Regions from separate parts of the Zea mays genome. Here all the other regions are linked to region 3. The links are chromatin contacts, called in public Hi-C maps. All regions are on one chromosome and are shown on one strand. Each heading gives the region's core, a stretch centred on a gene start, on an enhancer-like site or on the middle of the called end of the contact. The rest is flanking DNA. Distances are from core to core; before and after follow the strand shown. Region 1 has its middle 22 kb from the start of LOC115208750. Region 2 holds the start of LOC100283239 (22.0 kDa class IV heat shock protein). Region 3 holds the start of LOC100274970.

The links. A called contact is a pair of places that touch in the nucleus more often than the background predicts.
Region 1: a Hi-C map of ear shows a contact between it and region 3, with 2.4 times the contacts expected there. The contact joins the enhancer-like site here to the promoter of LOC100274970 in region 3. A contact is called at or near these places in 3 of 25 Hi-C or Micro-C datasets (ear, endosperm and leaf).
Region 2: a Hi-C map of tassel shows a contact between it and region 3, with 2.6 times the contacts expected there. The contact joins the promoter of LOC100283239 here to the promoter of LOC100274970 in region 3. A contact is called at or near these places in 2 of 25 Hi-C or Micro-C datasets (ear and tassel).

Annotation. Positions count from the first base shown.
Region 1 is chr10:121,741,146-121,744,474 of Zm-B73-REFERENCE-NAM-5.0, reverse strand. No RefSeq gene overlaps it. Among protein-coding and RNA genes, the nearest start is that of LOC115208750, 22 kb to the right of the region's middle. Within about 2 kb of position 1,769, at least 18 of the 20 cell types and tissues checked have an H3K27ac peak or open chromatin away from gene starts, as enhancers often do. A contact at or near this core is called in ear and leaf, where this site is marked.
Region 2 is chr10:122,370,355-122,373,898 of Zm-B73-REFERENCE-NAM-5.0, reverse strand. It overlaps LOC100283239 (22.0 kDa class IV heat shock protein), which reads right to left and starts at 2,242. Exons shown (of 1, transcript NM_001156141.2): 1 at 1,201-2,242. The coding sequence starts at 2,008. The coding sequence ends at 1,355. It also overlaps the pseudogene LOC103641691.
Region 3 is chr10:122,016,648-122,020,543 of Zm-B73-REFERENCE-NAM-5.0, reverse strand. It overlaps LOC100274970, which reads left to right and starts at 1,570. Exons shown (of 2, transcript NM_001357707.1): 1 at 1,570-1,852; 2 at 2,340-3,215. The coding sequence starts at 2,582. The coding sequence ends at 3,022.

The sequences.
Region 1 (3,329 bases), core at 520-3,019, 280 kb after region 3:
AAAACTGATAGATTATTTATGTAGCCATAATCACAAAGAACCACAAGAAACAAGTCAATCATCGCATGTCCCGTGTAGCCATAGGAGGTGTAAACCTAGGACTCAACTTGCTTCAAATTAACATGGGGAAGGTGGTGACAATCTGAAGAATAAACAAAGTTGGTGCCAAGGAAGCACATTTAATTAGTATGGCGGAGCACAAAGCTCTCCACCCACCAGTAGCACAAAGAAGGCGAGAAAGAATCTCCTTGCTTGGCTACTGCTAGGAAGGAGAAGGCAAGAAGGCTTCACACCATCAGCAAGGTAGAGCGGTCGAGCGGCTTGAACCTCCACGTCTAAGGTCTACTCCATACACACCAGCATCTGATACCAGTCGCTGCGGAAGAGTGAACGATAACAATGGAGTGAGGCAGAAGGAAGTGGTGTTAGGGTGTGTCCTCTACACGAGCAGGACGATGGAGGTTGCACCGGAGGCGAGGATCCTCTACCACCGCCGCAACAGAACACTCAAAGGAGGAGGAGATGGCCATGGAGGAGGCGGGTCAACGTTGCAAGACACCACCGCCATTGCAGTCGTGGCCATGAACAACAGCAAACGATATGTTTATCTAATACCTCTCAGTGGGCTCACAAAGTGCAACCCTATAGAGGGGTAAAATGGCCCAAACAAGCACGACGAGAGCCTAGGTTATCTCCAGCATCCACCATATCCCACCTCCTATCTCACTCTATATTTGAAACTACACTCTATAAATAGTATAGTCTACAGTACAAAACAGTGTTTTGCATGCCCATATACACGGCTTGTTAGAGATGGCTTAAGAGTTTCGTTTCTCTATAGAGTGGTTCAGTGGTTCTTTAAAGTCCACACCAGCAAGACCAAATTGTTTTGCAAGGAAACAAACATATCCATTACACTCATGCTCAGAGACGATGTAGCTAGGAAATAAGGGGGTGTTTGGCATGACTATGCTCCAGCTCTTCTCCAAAACTCTAGGTGAAGTAGCTCTGCTCTGAATTTTGGATTGCTTTCTCAATTCTCATAACAAGTGAAAGTCATGAGTAAATACCTTCAAACTCCATGTCTAAGTTGTTTTTAAGAATTTTAGAGCAGCAAAAGAGTTACTCCAAAACTTTGTATATATTACAACACTCAAAACTCTATAGAGTTTGTACCTTTAAAGTTAGAGTGTTTGGTTGACTCTGGTTAGACCATCTCCAAAATCTCTTGTAAAGCTTCCTCTACCCTGAACTTTAGAGAAGATTCCAACCATCTACCCATCCTGGAGCGTTCTATAAATGATACTCTAAATATAGAGGACGTTCTTGGATCCTATATATATAGAGAGTTTCTCTCTCCTCTTCTCTATCTATTTTAATATTTTAAACAAAATATTTAAAAACAAAATATATATAATACATTTGAGAGTATTTGAGTATGACAAATACGTACGTATAAAATCAAAAGTAAAATATATCTCTAATATAGGTACGTGTGGAGGACGAGATATAGAGGATGTTGATTAAGAGGAGGAGATATAGGGGGGTCTTTTAAAGAAGACTGTAACGAATGAATATAGAGGACACATTGCTGGAGAGAATCTTGCCTCCCCTTTGAATTTTGCTCCTAGATATATGTAAACACCCTCTAAACAGCCGTACGAGTGTTGCGGATGCTGATCCGTTTCCTGCACATGTGCTATGCTCGCTTGCAGTTCTAGCAGGGCTACGCCTGTGGTGCACAGCGGCCTCGTTCACTAGCTGAAGCAGGTGCCCTGCGGGAGAACGACGACTCGACGAGAGCAGATAATGGTGCAGACCGGGCCTCGGCCCAGTTCTGGCTCCGGCCCATTTTGGCATCGCGTGTCTGCATCAGTGACACCTCAACTCACACCTCGGCGCGACGGTTCCGTCTTGCTTGCATACCTCCTTTGTCTCTTTCCTTCAAGATGAGAAAACTTGATCCATCCCACAGCCACAGGTACGCCCTGGCCCCTTGCTTTTCAGTTGGGCCAGTTCCCAATTTCCTAACCCCTTTATCAGCAAACAAGTAGCTTCTGGTTCGTTCCCCAACAAGAAGCGGTTCGTTTGGAATCCTCTCGCGTCGCGCGCAACAGGGGGCTCCATGTGTGCGTCAAAGCGGCCAAAGTAGCGCTGCTTTTCCGAACTAGGAAGACGACGGCCATGGCCGGCGTGCATGAGATCGTGTACGATCTATGTTTGTGATTTTTAGCGGTTTTATTATTTGGATGCCCTGTGCTGTTCATCGAAGACTAGGTTCTCCACTACACTGTCTTCCTCCTTTTCTCCTTCTTTCTCTCTCTCTCCATCTTTGCCCTTCGTCGGCAAGTTGAGGATGTGGGTGCTTTGCAGACAGTGCGCACCATCGATATGGGTCCACGAAATGTGTTTTTTCATAAACCAACATATATAGAGTCTGTTTGGTGGGCTGGCTCGGGCGCCACACCGCGCCACACTCCGGCTGCCACGGGTGTGGCGCCTAAATCGACCGCCGCAGGTGTGGCACGCTGGGGCGCTTATGGCGGCTATCCAAACAGGCCTATAGTATGCGCTCATATATACTATTTCTACTACAGCGTTTTAGTAAATAATAAAAGTGTCATTATACCAACAAATGTTAAGTGTTCCAATGCAGCTTTTCAGCTCCAATTTCAAGCACTAATAAGCCACTGAAAACCTCCCAATTCAAAAAAAAAAAACCCACTGAAAACCTCAAGTGAGAGCCAATGTTGTAGATGTCGCTGCTACTTTCACACCTCCTTTGGTCATCAGTGATCTCAGGGTAGCTGCTAGAAATGCAATTGAAGCTGGTAATTAAGCTCCCTTATGCACTCTAAATGTTCAGATTAGCCTACAAAGAACGAACAAATGTTTATTTACTTTTAGATCGAACTAGGATCAGTAGAAAGTTAGCACACGCAGGTTCTTACGGAGTATCTGTTAAAATGTTGGGCGACTATTTCTGACTCCTGGAATATTAAATGTGTAGGGCCTCGCCCATTGGCTTGTGTGCGTGCCTGTGTGTAATATGTAATGTAAACTGTAACAGGGTATCATACTCCTGAAAGTGTATTCTAGAAGCTTAAACACGGTACCTGAGCTAGGTGTTGAAGGCGTGGTGTGGTGATCCGAGCGAGGTGCCCAAGGGCACGGCGGAGCCAGTGGTGAAGCTGTCACTGGGCCAAGGCGGCGGCAGCAGCAAGTCGACGTCCGGCTGGGCGGTGACGACGAGCTCGTGGTGGAGACGCTCCGGCAACGCAAGCAAGTCGAGGAGGAGGGAAAGCCGCCGGCTCCATCGGAGAGAGCCG
Region 2 (3,544 bases), core at 993-3,492, 350 kb before region 3:
GAGCACGCAAGCGGAGAAAGAAGCCCAGCCGGAGCAGCTCCAAACCGAGAGGCACCCGCACCAGGCGTCAGTCCGAGAAGGACGAGAGAATGCGAGTGCCTTCCCAGCCCTAGACCCACCGAGGCGACACAACACCACCACCAACTCCGTAGCATATGCCGACTGCTGCCGCGCTACGGGCCTTAGTTGTCCAATATCTTAGACATGGATTCCTCATCGCCAAGATAATTTAAGCGTGGCAGGCGCCACCATGTCCTCCTCAGCGGCACGCACGGAGAAAGGCTAGGAGCAAGACCGACTCGCCTTGTACCCGCGTCGACACGCGTCGATCGGCTCGTGGCTGCGACTGTGAGCGGTCACAGCAGGTTGGGGAGGAAGAACAAGCAGGTGAAGGCCGGGAAGACGAATGGGACGTCCGACGACGGCGAAAATGATGGTGCGCGCATGCTGTGAAATGTCCTCATGGACGTGCAATAACCACTGCGTGGGTCTGCCGAGAATGGGTGGCGCGGAGGCGAAGACATGAGGGGAGAGAGAAAAGAAGCAGGATGGCGAACGAGATGGCGGCAACTGAGGCGAGTTCCATCATTATCATGCAGAGGTATAAATGGTCAAATGGGTTGTGTCTCGCGGGCCAGCTCGAGGCACGACACATTTAATAGTGATTGAACCAGTCCGGCACGAGCGACGTGCTGTGTTTGGGCCGTAGCCTCGACCCGTAGTGCTGGTCCGGCTTGACACGATTATATTTTTTATTTTACAAAAAATCATATATACATATGTATAATTTATATTTAATATTAAAAACACTTAAGAATGATGTTCTACTGGTTAGATGGTTTCACCTAGTGTCTTTCGCTCTTCTTCTATCAAGACGTGGGTTTGAACCCACCTTCTGCATCGTTTTTAACATTTTACGCTGATGGCTCAACGAGCTACCGTATCTGGCCGGAGCTGCGGCAGGGCGGGACCATGCCGGGCCGTTTGACCATCTATGCGGATGTGTGGTTTGTATGCGTATGTGTAGTTTGGTACGTGGAGATTGGTTGCGCGGAGGAGATAAGTATGCATGAGTTAATTTGAAATAGATGTAATGAGTTATTCGTAAAAAATAACGTAGAACAACCATATACTCGGACACAGAATAGCTTCTCCGAAGAGAAAAAAAGTCATGCAAGATCATCAGTAACTGTGTTTTGAATTGAAGGGATAGTGCTGTAGGTTTTTATTTCTCAGTCAAGATCGCACACTTTCTCTGCCTCTCCATACAATACAGGTGGAGATACCGGATACGTCGTGGAACATACAGAACATACCCAAAAAAAAAAAACGCGAACACCCCTCGTTTGACTGTTCAGAGCTCCACCTTCTTGGTCTGATGATGACCATCCCCGGCGCCGCCGCCAATACTCTTCTTCGCGTCGCCGTCACCGTCTCCCCCGGCAATCCCAACGACGCGCGGGCCCTTGACCTGCTCGGGGGCCAGCTTCCGGAACCGCACGGTGAGGACGCCGTTGTCGAGGCTGGCGCCGACGGAGTCGAGGTCGGCGTTCTCGGGGAGGCGGAACTGGCGCCAGAACCTGCCGTGGGAGCGCTCCTCGCGGTGCCAGTGGTCGCCCCTGTGCTCCTCCGCGCGCCGCCGCTCGCCGCTGACTCGCAGCACCCGGCTGTAGTCCTCCACCTCGATCTTGAGGTCCTCCCTGCGCATCCCGGGCACGTCCACCACGATCTCGTGCGCGTCGGGAGTCTCGCGCCAGTCCGCGCGCGCCATGGAGACCATGGCCACGTCGTCCCGGTCGAAGCCCAAGGGGACGTGCTCCAGGATCCGGAACGGGTCGGCCAGGAGGCCCACCCCGGGCCCGGACAGCGGAGACGCCGCCGCCGCCGCGGCCTCGTCGCCCCCGCGCCTCCCTTCGCCGAACCACGGGAGCAGCGCGCCGTCCGCCAGTGCCGCCGCCATCACGGCGAGGCACGCGAGCGCGAGCGCTGCTGCGGCTCTCCTCGACATCGTCACGGACCCGAAGGCTTCAGGGCAGTGCGTGCGCACTTTAAAGTTCAATCTAACAGAACTCGCTGATCAGTGAGCAAAAAACTACGCCCGATTGATTAAAGGTCGACACTCGCGCCAAGATTTCAACTTCAAGACAAGAATCGACGCGCAAGCCAGTTGACGTACGCTTCCTGATGCGCTCTTCCTAGCTAGTGCCTAGTGTGCCTTCGATCGGTGGTATGATGATGCGATGGTGACAGGGCAGCGAGGCGGGGTATATTTATAGCGTGGTGAGGAAGTCGGAGAAGGGAGCGCGGTGGCGAGCCAGAAGGTTCGACGAGCTCGAGAGGGTTCGAGGTTGTTGCAGAGGCTTCGCCGCACGGCTAACGTCCCGATGGCGGGAGAGATCTCCTGAAACGTCCTCGTCGCCGTCGGCGTCTCTTTTGGGCTGGGCCAAGTCAGCGTTTATCGCGGACCAGGTCCACGGCGCATGGCCCATCACACATACCTTTCCATGGGCCTGGTGATTACCGACCATGCATGGCAACGATTTTTTTTTTTTTTGAGTCATTGCAGGCGAACAATTTTGATCTGAGTTGTGGCCTGTGGGGTTAACAAGCTTCTTTTCCTAGTATTTTCGACTTATTAATAAAGTACATCTAGGTTTGTTTTGTCAACAAGAAAGAACATCTAGGTTTGTTCTAAGTTACACCTTTTTAACGCTGATGACTACCAACATCTTAAGTTCGTATGAATTCAGAATACAATTTTAATTTGAATAGATTCGATTATTCATGACACATACTTTGAAAATTCTATAGATAAAGAGCCGGGAGCAAGGGAGGAAATACGTGCGTCCACGTCGGCTTAAATTTTTTCAGCCATTGGATAGTCTGTCAACGGCTGTGAATGCATCGCACGGCCAGCGACTGGAAGCTTCCCGTAGCAGCTACCACACAGTCAACCGGATACTTCCAGGTCCTTGGACTCCTTGCATATCGGTCAGTTTGCCATCAGAACAAGGAGAAAAAAAGGTTCCGGTCTTCATCCCTTCCATTTCCAAAGGACGACGCTCTCACCATTCACGAACGGCGACTGCGGATCGATCGTGCGTCGTCTCCTGCGCCGGCCTCTCTTCAAGTCAGGTGTGTTTTTTCTCAGATTTTTTCTTCTCACACAACTTTTTCTAGAAAAAAATGGCGTTAGGGTTTTCGTCTTCCGTTGGAATGTCTCTTCCTCCTCCTCCCGCTATCTCACCCGATCTTCCGATGGACTGTCTCTTCCTCCTTCTTCTGCTATCCCATCCGCGCACAACCCCTCATTGAACCCCACTGCTGTTTCCGTCGCTCTGACTCCCGCGCCCGCCGCCGCAGCGCGCGGTGTCCTGTGTTGGACGCGCTCCCACGACAACGCCTACCCCCTCCCCCTGCGCCCAACGGAGCCATCCTTCTCAACACCAGTCTGAAACTCAGAGATTGGCAGCTCGCACACATCCATAGCTTCCGAGGAAATAAATTTTTAGCTTTCGAGGAAATAAAAGAAAACAAAGGGGAA
Region 3 (3,896 bases), core at 321-2,820:
CCGCCAAACATGTGCATTCTTTCCTTGGGATTGCTATTTTCCACATCATGACCAACACAATCAGATGAAATAGCATTAAACCCAATTGCAATAGAGGCCCAAACAATTCTTGCTACATGACATAAAAATAATAAATGGTCGACTGACTTGTTACACTGACAGAAATAACATCCAAGTCTCCCAATCCAATTCCCCTTAATGAAGTTAGCTTTTGTTAGCAAGGCCCATTTTCTATGAGCCACATAAAGAACTTGATTTTTGGTGGTTTTTTTTCTTTACAAATGTGTTTAAAATGTAAACCGGTTTCATTTCTAGTAAGGTATTGTATACAGATTTGACAGAAAATCTTCCATTTTTCCTAGATTTCCAGATAATGCTTTCTGGACTGTCATTAAGATGGAACGACACCACTTGTTCCTAAATCTTATCCCACATATATATACTTGAGGTCATCCACTAATAATTAGATTTTTGGCACACTTACTTTCTTCTGGTTACATAATTAATAAGGGCCTGTTTAGATACCAGGAGCTAAAGAAAAAGTGGTTAAAGTTTAGTCAATTTAGGGGGTTAAAGATCTAAACCGGAAGAATGAGTGACTAAAATAATAAAAGTGTACCCTTTTAGTCACTTTTAGCTCCTAAGAAGAAGCTAACCTTTAATCAGTTTGCTTTTAACCCCTGGATCCAAACAAGTCCTAAATCACCGGTATAACTAGGCACAATGCCTCATCAGACAGCCAACTGCCAATCCCAAATTCTACTTTGTTGTCCATTTCTAATTTTAATGCCTCTGCCTGCACGTATACTATTTTTGTTTTTGATTAAGTCATACCACATAGGAGAATCACTCAATTTATTAGTAATTGTATTGTATGAACTGAATCATTTGGCGTATATTTGGCTTTCTTTAAGCACAGGCACACTGCTACCAAAAGCATTAGGCGCTTAAGCATCACCCTTGTGGCTGGCACGAGAACCATTTGATTCACGACAGATTTAGCGCTTGTTTGAAGTGTTGGCTAAAACTAGCAATCTACAGGGAAGAACACCATACATTAGTACTCCGTCGGGACACGCCACCACATGCCGCTGAAATATATCCGCAACGATTCTCCCAGCTGCTTATAGCTCAGAAGCAAGAGCCAAGGCCGGCAGCTAACCACGACTCGTCTAATCATCCCTGGACCATAGCGATTAATAAATTGATTAAGCTAGTACATCGCCCCTAGATTTCCGGCAGAATTAAGAAAACCGCGGGCAGCAGAGCCGATGCCGATGGCAACAAAGAAGAAGGGGCTGTTGGTACTGCAGCCGCAGTCTATAAAGATAAAAATTGTAGAAGTAGTAGGAAGCTTAGCCGGAGCTGGCATGGCAGGCTGCTGCTGAGTGAGCAGCGGTGGGGGCCTCCTGGCTGGCGCGTGGAAAAACCCGAGCAAATGGCAGCGTGAAGCACGTCCGAGACTGAGGTCAGGCGTCGGGCGGGGGTTGCGGCCAGGGGAGACGAATGAACCCCTGCCCCCGCCTGGATCCCATCGCAAAAGCCCCCTCCCCCTCTCCGCCTTCGCGCATATTATATTCGCGCACCATCGCAGCAACTTGCACGGGCGCCGATGACTAGTTGCGCCAGATGCACTGCATCTGCTCGGCGTGGTGCCTCCAACGTCCAACCCCTCTTCCTCTTGTCTCTCGTCTACCTCTCTTCTGCCCCTCTGCGTCCGTGTCTCCATCGTCGTCGCTGCGTGAGGTTGACGACGACCAGTCACAGGATCTGTTCGTTCCTCATGCGACCCAGCTAGCTAAAACTGGCATGCATGGACATGCTACGCTGCTGCGTCAATCCATCTCACCAGGTACGCTGCTGTACATGCTGCTACGAGCCTACGATCGATAGCAGTCTGTGCCTTCCTTTGCTCGATGCCGATGTTTATCTGCATGTGATCGTATTCGTATGCACGGCCCTCCGCCCTCTCAAGCTGAGTGCTTTTTGGTGGGCCCATCGTCCTATATACGCTCATCAGTTCACTGACGACGATATAACGACTGTTGGGGTTCAGAAACTACATATTGTGGTGCTCGCCCGATCTCTTTCTTGTATATTCTTCTTATTATTAGTCTCTCTCTCTCTGAAAGAACAAGGAACTAGATGTCTTGTTTTGTGCCTCCTACTATACCTTTGCGTGTTTTTCTTGCTTTTGTCCATGGCTTTTCACCGGTCTGCTGGGTGAAGTAATTTACACGCATGTCTTACGCACGCGCTCCTTCAGTTGTCCGCATATCTGATCATAACATCGCTTCATTCATGTGCTGACGAGATATTTTTCGCCGCCGAGACTGCAGTGCTAGCTAGCTAGATCTGGCCTGATTCGCCGATCGAGCGGTGGTGAGACGGAGTGCTTCAGCTCAAAGACTGCTAGTGGTAGGCTGGTAGCTAGCTGTGTGCCTGTGTGCAGTGTGCACTGCCACTGCATGCGCGGCGCCTTGGACTTAAGACGGCAGCACACGCACGCGAGGAGGCGTCGGCTGAAGCGAGCGCTCCGGCGGCTCCGCTTCGCTCATCAGGTTCTTGAGCCCCGGAAACGATGAGCACGACCCGGCCGGAGGACACCCAGCAACTGATCAACAGTGCCGCCGCTAGCCCCAACCGCAGCGCACCGTCCGCCGCGCCCAGCGATATGGAGAGGGGCAGCGGAACCGCCGCGTCCTCGTCGCGCGCTTCGACGACGTCTCACTCCCACCAGAGGGCCACCCACAGGGTGGTGGAGGAGGAGGAGGAGGAGGAGCCTAGTAGCAGCCGTGGCGGCGGCAGCCTCTGCTCCGGGTACCTGTCGCTCCCGGCTCTGCTGCTCGTCGGCGTCACCGCGTCGCTGGTGATCCTCCCGCTCGTCCTGCCCCCGCTGCCGCCGCCGCCGTCGATGCTGATGCTGGTCCCCGTGGCAATGCTGCTCCTGCTGCTCGTGCTGGCGTTCATGCCCACGTCGTCCACCGGCGGCCGCGGTGGAACCGGACCGACCTACATGTAGATAATCACATCGGTTTTTTTTTTCCTTTCTTTCTCTTGTCGTCCTTTCGTTTGGATTTTGTGACAGAGGGAGGTCTTGCGATGGATCAGTTAGTCCTCAGCTTCTGCTCTTCTCGATCGTACGATGTCTCTGTTCGGCTAATTAATTTGCATAGGGGTATATATATGCTGCCTAGATCTTAAAAGTATTTAACTCTTTTTTTGCATTGTTCAAGTTCTCATCATTTCTGCACTCTGTTATGGTCTCCACTACATTATACAACACACGTACAGCATTTGGGTAGGTGATCGACCGTGTGATACATATAGATGGCCAATAGCCGGCCTGGAGCACGGCACGGCCCGTAGTACCTGGGCACGACACGATACGGCTGGAGCCGGGTTCGTGCCGGCACGGCTTGATGGGTAGTGTCGTGCCTGGGCCGAGCATCGCGTACGCTGGGCCGGCACGGGCACGGCCCGATTAGCCCCTAGGCACGGTTAGACACTATTATGCATGATTAGATCTAAGCACGACTAGTTAGCTGTGTGTTGTACTCTTTTTTTTCTATCTAGGGTTTTCTCAAAAGGGTAAGTTTTTACCTAGATAGGTTTTTAATGAGTCAGTCATTGTACTAAACAGCTCAATATTAACTATTTTAGTATGTTTTAACTGTGTTTGTGAATGTCTGACTAAAATTTTGTGGTGTAGTGCTAAACGGGCTAAACGGTTCTACCGTGCCGGCACGGCACGGCTAAGGAGCCTTAGTGCCGTGCCTGGGCCTAAGTTCATGCACTAGTGCCGTACCGGCACGGCACGCCTAATAATCGTGCTAAACAGGCCGTGCCCTAAGCGAGCCGTGCCTGGTCGTGCCCGTGCCGTGTCGTACCGGACC